Linked DNA regions of Mus musculus: region 1 is linked to region 2. A link is a contact called in public Micro-C data. All regions are on one chromosome and are shown on one strand. The core of a region is the stretch at or near the end of the contact, and the rest is flanking DNA. Distances in the headings are between cores, read along the strand shown.

Region 1 (4,047 bases), core at 480-2,979, 47 kb after region 2:
TGTCAAATTTTCTGTTCTAGAAAGACTCAGAGCAGGCGATGCTGGTTGGCAATGCCAGAAAGCTTACCAGTGTCGGGCTTTCGGATGGCAGCCACTTCCACTGGTTGATGTGCCTGATGTGCCTGCTGTTGGATTCATTAAGGATTTTTTTTTTTTAGCATCACTCCAGGTTTATGCAAAGACTAGACACACTATAATGGGCAGTGGTTTGTAGTATTGCACCCTGTACTCGAAAAAGCCTTGCGACATCTACAGGACTCCGTTGATTTCTATTTAAAATACACAAAAGCCATGTTTATTTTCCCTGCTAAGTGCTGCCTGCTAAGTGCTCTCTGTCCAACGGGATAGGGGAAGGTGGGTCGTGCTGTTTCTTCAGATCCCTTCTCTCTGTAGGAGAGATGAGTATGAGTTACTCCGTCTCAGTAGATGTTCAGCAAAAATCTGATTTTTTTTTTGTTATTGTTCTTAACAGGTATTTTTATAGCAACAGTTTAAAATCTTCAGTAACAACGCCCTGGAGCGCCCCATTTCAGCTGAAGAATATGCAAACACTATAATGGGTTTTCAAGCTTGAAAAAAAGGAGGGGTACACGTCCTTCCTTTTCTGTAATTCACCTCATTCCTAAGTGTCCACCTGTGCAAGAGTTCATGGCACCAACTTACATTTCCCTGGCGTGCACAAAGGACAAGGTGTCTGCCTTCCCTTCCAATTGCTTGGCCTTCAATCAGTGTCACCATAAATGTGATATATGAATGTTAAATCCAAATATTTTATTGGTGCAGATAAATATGATTTGTAAAAAGAGTCAAATTAACAATCCATTACATACTAATGGGCTCTAATCAATAAGTTTAATTTGACTAAAAGGAGAGGGGCGGAGGAGAAAAGAGACTCAATTACACCCAAATGGTGCCATTTGAAATTATAAAGGTGAATGACTTTTGTAACTTTTGAGCTGCGTTCTGGCTTGAGTTTTAGACCTAAGGTTTGAGCTGTATTCAAAGTGGCCCATATGTACATTCTATTATTTTTCTTAGAAAACATATTGCTTTAAATATAAAGAGTTCCCTAGTCATATTTGTCTTGGCTTATTTTGGTAAATAAATAAATAAATAAATAAATAAACAAATAAATAAACAAATAAATAAATAAAACAGTGTACCTAAACTTCACATCTCTTGTTCACATCCTTCTCTTCCTTCCCTACTGCCTCGGCTGCCTTCTAGCTTCTGACTCTAGGCTTTCTTGGAGAGCCTGCCCACATCCAATGCTTAACACCCACGCGTGCTTCAATAATTCTCCAATTTGCTGTTTCTATTTGACACTCTAATTTATTCGTTCCAACTGTGTTTTGATAGTCCACTATAGGACCTGGTCACTTTCTTCCCTTTTCTGTCTCCTCCTCTCGTAGAATGAGTCATACCACTGTAACTATTCTGGAATCAATTGAGAAAAAGTACCCAGGTCTCTGAAGTAGCCCGTGCCACAGCTTCCCCTTTGGAAAGGTCCCCATCTCGGCTCACAGGGCTCAGCCACAGAAGTAAAGTTCCCCTCTGTGTTCGCATCTCAAGCTGGCAAGAGCTTTTAGAGCATGATTCCTAGACTCTTTGGGCTCTCTTTTTTTTCCCTCTCGAAGCCTACAGAAACAGATGAGCTTCCTTTGGCTGGGGCTTCTGCTGTTCCCAGGCATCGTGCCTTCCATAATCCTGATGTCAGCCTGCTCCCTAGCGTCGTGGACTGGGTCTAGCACTTGACAGCAGCTGCAGCCTCAGCAACAACTGACCAACCCAGGCTGTTGCAGCTCATTCTGGGAAGCAGGAAGCAGCTCCCAGCTCTAGCTCCAGTCGGGCATAAGAGGAACAAAGCCTGGAGGACTATCTCACCCTCTCTGGGTGGCAAGGAAATCTCAATTATACACCCAAGGGATGTGGTTTATGAAAAAACTAGAAAGAATGTCTCAATTGTGTACGTAAATTGTTTTGTTTTACAAGCTGGGGTAAATCAGCACATTTGCAGCCCTTATTTATCTGATCCACTCCATAAGTCTCCTTTTGAACGCATGCCATTGATGTGGGGTGGGTGCCTATGCAAAGCACAACCGCCCGGGCCTAAATTCAATTAGGGCATTAGGAGGGAAAATGGAAATTTGGCTTTGGGGTTAGGCATGACTGCTGAGAACTTCTTGGAATTGGAATCGTTCTTAGGCTGTAACTAAAGATTAAAATCGAAGGGTAGACGTCTCCAAGGGACGCTGTTGAGTAGCCAGAACACAGATTTGAGTGAGACCTTTAAAGACAAAGATGGCAAATGAGATGCACTCCTTTTCCGTGATCTCTAACACACACACGCACACACACACACACACACACACACACACACCAAAAATAAAAGCAAAAATCTTCCGTGTAACCCCCAACATACTGAACATTTTATTGAACTAGGGTTGTCTATGCCTCCAGTTCTGATGCTCTTGTAAAAAATAAAAATGAAAATATATGATCCTGTGATCTTAAACTATACACTGGGAAAAAAAAAACATCCAAAAAACAATATTTAAAAACACAGTGTTTTATCTTTATCCAACTCTTAACTGAAAATTACAGCCCCAGGGATTTGAGTGATTTAAAAAAAAAAAACAACGGAGTGTTTAAGTTGTATATATAAACTATTTTGTTTTATGAGCTGGAGCAAATCACAGACAGGTTGTGGTGGTCAGAAAAGTTTGAGTTGGTGCGGGAGCGCAGGCAGGATTAATCTCCCAGCTTTGAGTATGGGCTGTTGAACCCTAATCGCTGATAACAGCTGTCTAGTGGCCGAGCCACTCCACTCCGTATCGTATCGATATGGCACTCAGTCTCTCAGAAAGCCCCTCACTCTTGCCGGCACTTACAGGGAGATAATTAATAGTCCCCTGAGTTATAGATTCCGAGCCAAAGGTAGCAGTGCATAATGGAAGCCAAGGTCACCCAAATACAGAAGCCTCTGCAACAAAAGGGAGTGCAATTACCATCCTGTTGGGAAGATCTTGTAAGTTTTCATCATTTTAATTCTTAAACCTTCCTCTTGGCACTGAAGTTCCAATTCTCTGATTTATGACGGGGGAAATAAAAGCTCTCCTGAACCACACAAAAGGCTTCTCTTTGGGTCATTCCAGACCGCTTCTAGGAGGCCAAAAGATAGAGAAAGAAGAAAGACAAACGTGGCCAACAGGCCCTTCAAAGCCCCTTCCCCCACTGCCATGCCTCCTCTTGAATGCCCCTGGGCGGTATCATGTATATCAAAATATACTCGGGTTTCACACTACCTATAATTTTTTGGGCTGTTAAAAACACAATATCTCTAGTTTTGTATGTAACATTATTATTTATTTTCAGTTGTTGCTGTTCTTTCCCTCCTTTGGGGCTGATGGCTTCCTGCCCTGACTTGGCACCCCAGGTCTTGTGGAATTTGAAGGGCCTTGAAAAGTTTCAGCGGCTTTGGTTTGTGTTGCCAATGGAGACGGGCAAGTCGGTTTGCTGAGCTGCACCTCGGGCTGAACACAGGAGAATAGTTCCTAGCACCATTGTTGAGGGCCTAAATTTGTTCCTGCTGGGCAAATCTCTCCTTCCCTGTCATTAATACACACATGTGTACATGTGTGCGTGTGTGTGTGTGTGTGTGTGTGTGTGTGTGTGCGCACACACACATGAACTACTCAAGAAATACTCAAGTACATGCTGAAAAAAAGTTTTGCTTTGTTTTAAGTAAAGCACTCAGGTCTAAAAAGTGTAATAAATTTAATAGGATACCCTTTGGGGAGCAGGCCGGTCGGAAGCTGAACCGGGTACTTGGGTGAACCCGTAAGCATGGTGACAGCCGGCATCACTCAGCACCTCCTGAAATGGTTCCCAACTAACAGCACTCCTTTTGATGATCAGATGGGCTTGCTGTCTTTCTGCTCTGGACAAAAGAGCAAGCAGACACAATCATCTTTTGAGAAGGATGGCATCGTCATTGTCTGCAGAGCGGGACTGTAATTAAGCACCAGAAATAGGGCAGCTGAGAAG
Region 2 (3,929 bases), core at 1,364-3,863:
CTCCAATATAACAGGGTGTGGGGGGGGGCATCTCTATTTGACGGTTTTATTTACTGGCTTCAATAAGAGTCTATGAGCACCCGTATACAATTGGGGATTTTTCCCCCAAAAAATAAATTAATCATCATTGAGCAAAGCAATGAAAAGCTAACATGATAGAGGAGCCCAGAGCACCAGGCTATAGGTGTGAAAATCCGGAAAGAGAGAGGAAGCCGAAAGCAAACTCTATAGAATTCCTGAATCAGACATTCCAAGAGACTTCCCTGCCCCAGAGGGCTCTGCCAGAGGCAGATAGATTGGCTTAAATTGATGCTTTTGTTTTCTCATGAGGCACATAATAATCATTGTCAGGGAATCCCACAAAATACTTCAAGATGGATTCTAACAACCAAGCGCCGGGGCTGGGGTGGGTTGCTGGGCTTACATCCTGCCCCTGGGAAGGATACATTCAGCCAGGGTCTCTCACAGTTGTGAATACAAAAGGGACAGAGCTAATCTTTCCCCCCAGGATTCATCCAGCTAAAAGCCACCACACCACGCTGTAGGGCAACTCTGAAGACAACAGAGCCTCAACAGAAAGCATGCTCCGCATGTGTGTTGCCAACTTGTACAGGAGAAGGAAAATGATGTGATGGGCTCAGCTCTTCTTCCCGATTTGTTTTCCCACTAATTTTTGAGTTTCCTTTTCCAAATTCTGTTGGCTCTCTCACATCATAGAGCAAAGACAAGAGGTAGGCCCAGAGCCCCTGCACATAGCATTGACACCCCGGAGGTCTTATAAATCACTGGGAAAATCAATAAATCCTATAAGGTAGTTTCTACTTTGCAATATCACCAAGGGACAGGGCTAATGCTTTTTTTTTTTTTTACACCACCATCCCCATTTGTCTGTCAAAAAAATTTTCCTCTGCTTAGGGAGGAATAAGCAATCAAATTTGCTGAGTAAGTATTTCAACTATCTAATTTTATTACTTTACAATTGACATACCTTCCCTCTGGAAATGTTTGCAATTAATTAATTAGTAGTAATCTTTCCCAAGGGACTAACTTAATGAATCCTTTCCAATTCCCACTTTAAAAAAGAGGGAGAGAGCTTAGCAACATCCAAGCTATAAGGGGGTGATTGCTCCAAAGTGGGTTTTGAGAAATCAAGGGATCTATTTATTACCGTGACTTTTTACCACTACGTCAATCTGGCAACGACTATAATTCTTTTTCTTACAAGGACGCTCCCAGTTTAAAAGCAAGGTTTCACCAAGGTAACCATGGCCTGTGGCAGCAGCTGGATTTGTAGACTCATCTGTGGTTTGTGCCCTCTTTAAGCTCCTTGTCTATTAAACATAAACTGTGAGAGGTGAGCAGATGCTGAGCCTAGAGTGCCATTCTAAAGAGGTCACTGGGTGTGGCTTGCCAAGTCAGAGGCCAGAGGCAAACTTGTGGAGGGACTTCCTGCCTGGGCCCCCAACCTTGCCTCTTTCTCCTGGCAAGAACTGAGAGCTCTCAGTATCCCCTGGATCACACCGTCTCGAGTTTCAATAGAAAAATAAAACATTGTCCCTGAACAAACTCCGGAACCCCTAGAGGAGGTATAGTAAAGATCTAGGACCGTCCAAGACCTGTCAAGTGCACTAGCGCTGTGACAGGGCGACTGAAAGGTAAGGCTTTCTGAATTGCAAACCCCACCTGGTGCCGCAGCAGCGCCACCTAAGACCTTTCATCGCCAGTCTGCAAGCCCCTCCTGATCCTTAGACATGTCTTCGGAATGGTGTCAGCCTGTAAGTGTGCAAAATCTATAGCACTTGCTAACTGGCCACCCCTGTCCGGAAGTCTTGCAAGCAACCCCCTGTTTCCAGAGGCATCGGTGCTTTTTTTTGAAAAGCCAGCGAAGGAGTTTATTACACCATTGGGCCCAGCTGAGTGTCCCTGGCGCTACTCCCTCCGGAGCTCTCCTCTACGGCTCGCCAGCGCCACCCCAAGAGGAGTGCAGAGGTAGCCCTGGGGCCGTGAAGCCTTCGCCCCGCTTTCGGGCTTGGGGCGGACACCGCTGGCGGCACTCGGGAAGGAGCCAAGCCTGGCCTCTGGCGGAGATGGCCCAGACTCTTGGCTGGCAGCCTACAGATGCAAGGGATCAGACTTGGTGCGTGTATGGGAGCTCTCTTACAGAGGCTGCACCTCGATCTGGAGGGGGCGCTCGTCGGTCTAGCCCAGGGCCAGACCTCTGCAGAGACGCCCAAGAGGTCAAGGACCTGGCCAGGGCTGGGATTAGCCAACGATTTGGGGAAACTGAGACCCAAGCCACATCCCCAAGGACACAGATGGGCTGCCCGGGGGGCTTGATCAAAGCTGCTGGAGCTGGTCCAACCCTAAGAGCTCCCGGGACGGAGGGGCCAACAAACTTTGATGCAGAGGAGAGGCGGAGATGGGTTGTAGTTGGAGGCTGGTCCTGCGAGCCCCTGCTCTCCTCCACCTGCTCCGGCTCTGCCTCCTCCCAGCCCTCGCCCACCCCACTCCCCCCACCCCCCACCCCCGCCATCAGACTCCTCAGCTCTCCTCTCCCTCCTTTTTCTCCCCCCTTGCCTGCCTCCCCCAGTTTCCTCTGGGCTCTTCTTTTGTATTCTCTCCTCCCTCGCCGCCCCGCTTGCCTCTTGCCTCCTCGGGGGCCGCAGGGGAGGAGGCGAGCACGCTGCACCCTGGGCCCGCACGGCTCGCCGGGAGGCGTATTTCCCACTTCTCCCGGGGAATTTGGAGAGGGTCTGTGTGCGCGCGCGCGCGTGAGCTGCAGGCGAAAGAGGGTAGGATCTAGCGGCGAGTCGAGGGTCAGGGTCTTTGACGTTTCTCGCCCGTTGCACAAACCTCGCAGAGCAAGAACGAGTGTATCCGAGAGTGCGTGCATGTACACGGGCTGGCTGCCCTTGGCACACTCGGTGGCCCGGGGCCCCGGGGCCCGCGGTCCCCTCTGGCGGCCGGGGATTACCGTGACGTCACGTTGAGCCTCTGGCCACCTTGGACTGGGACACCTCGGGAACCTCACAGCCCGACGCTGCGCTGTACCTCACCTTGCCCCTGCGCGCCTTTGGCACCCTACTCCTTCTTCCTAATTCTGCCGCCGATCCATGGGCCCCTCTGCCTTCTGGAACCCACAGGCCGTAGGGGTGCCTTACCAATCGCAGAACTCGGCAGCCCCTCTGCCTTTGATTCTGCCTCCCGTCTCTCCCCTCCTGCCAACGAACTGGCGGCCAGCTCCTGCAGCCCTGTAAGAAAACCAGACGCTGCGCTGCGCTGCTGGGGTCATCGAATCACAGAGCTGAGCAAGGGACTCGAAAGGAAAGAGGGACTCAAGTCCCTGAAGACGCCCTGCTATGGCCTTTTCACCTTTTGGACACCCGTATGGCAGCACATCCCAGGTGAGTAGAGTTAGGGGGTGGGGGTGGCAGAGGCAGGCTAGAGGGATGCCCAGTAATCCCCGAGCTTCCTCTTCTCCTTGACCCAAGGGAAGTCAGAAAGAGCACGGACCGGGAAATGTGCCACAGCACCCGCTGACATCCTGATGCCAGTCTGAGAGCTTTCACTCTTTGAGTGCCACCTGAAACGCACTCTGTGTGCGAGGTGGGTGGGATCTGAGGGAACTTGTAGTCAGGGTTACCCTTGGACAGATTCGGTGGCCAGGGTACTCTCAGGAGAAAACAAAAGGACTTCAGCGCATTGGCACTGCACTGCTCATTTGTTGACCTCTGCTCCGATCCCAAATCCCACTCTTTTCTAAGCTCTCTACTTCAGCTTCCCTCCAGTTTCCAAACCAGGGCGTTGTGCAGTGGTGAGGCTTTCCTTGGAGAAGTCTGAGAATGCCCATCACTGTTCTCCATTATCTCCAAAATAGTCACACACACACACACACACACACACACACACACACACACACACACACACCC

Evidence for each region. Hi-C and Micro-C count contacts between places; a contact is called where the count stands out from the background.
Region 1: a contact with region 2 is called in a Micro-C map of embryonic fibroblasts, with 4 times the contacts expected there. The contact joins the enhancer-like site here to the promoter of Irx6 in region 2. A contact is called at or near these places in 2 of 39 promoter capture datasets (the 3T3-L1 cell line and stem cell-derived epiblast-like cells), 4 of 484 Hi-C or Micro-C datasets (cortical neurons, embryonic fibroblasts, nephron progenitors and 1 more), 3 of 115 datasets of contacts at active chromatin or transcription factors (embryonic fibroblasts and embryonic stem cells) and 2 of 9 other capture datasets (adipose tissue and pancreatic islet).

Annotation. Positions count from the first base shown.
Region 1 is chr8:92,720,017-92,724,063 of GRCm38.p6, forward strand. No RefSeq gene overlaps it. Among named protein-coding and RNA genes, the nearest start is that of Irx6, 48 kb to the left of the region's middle. Within about 2 kb of position 1,730, at least 85 of the 459 cell types and tissues checked have an H3K27ac peak or open chromatin away from gene starts, as enhancers often do. A contact at or near this core is called in embryonic fibroblasts, where this site is marked.
Region 2 is chr8:92,671,676-92,675,604 of GRCm38.p6, forward strand. Irx6 (Iroquois homeobox 6) reads left to right here and starts at 2,614. Exons shown (of 6, transcript NM_022428.3): 1 at 2,614-3,404. The coding sequence starts at 3,360.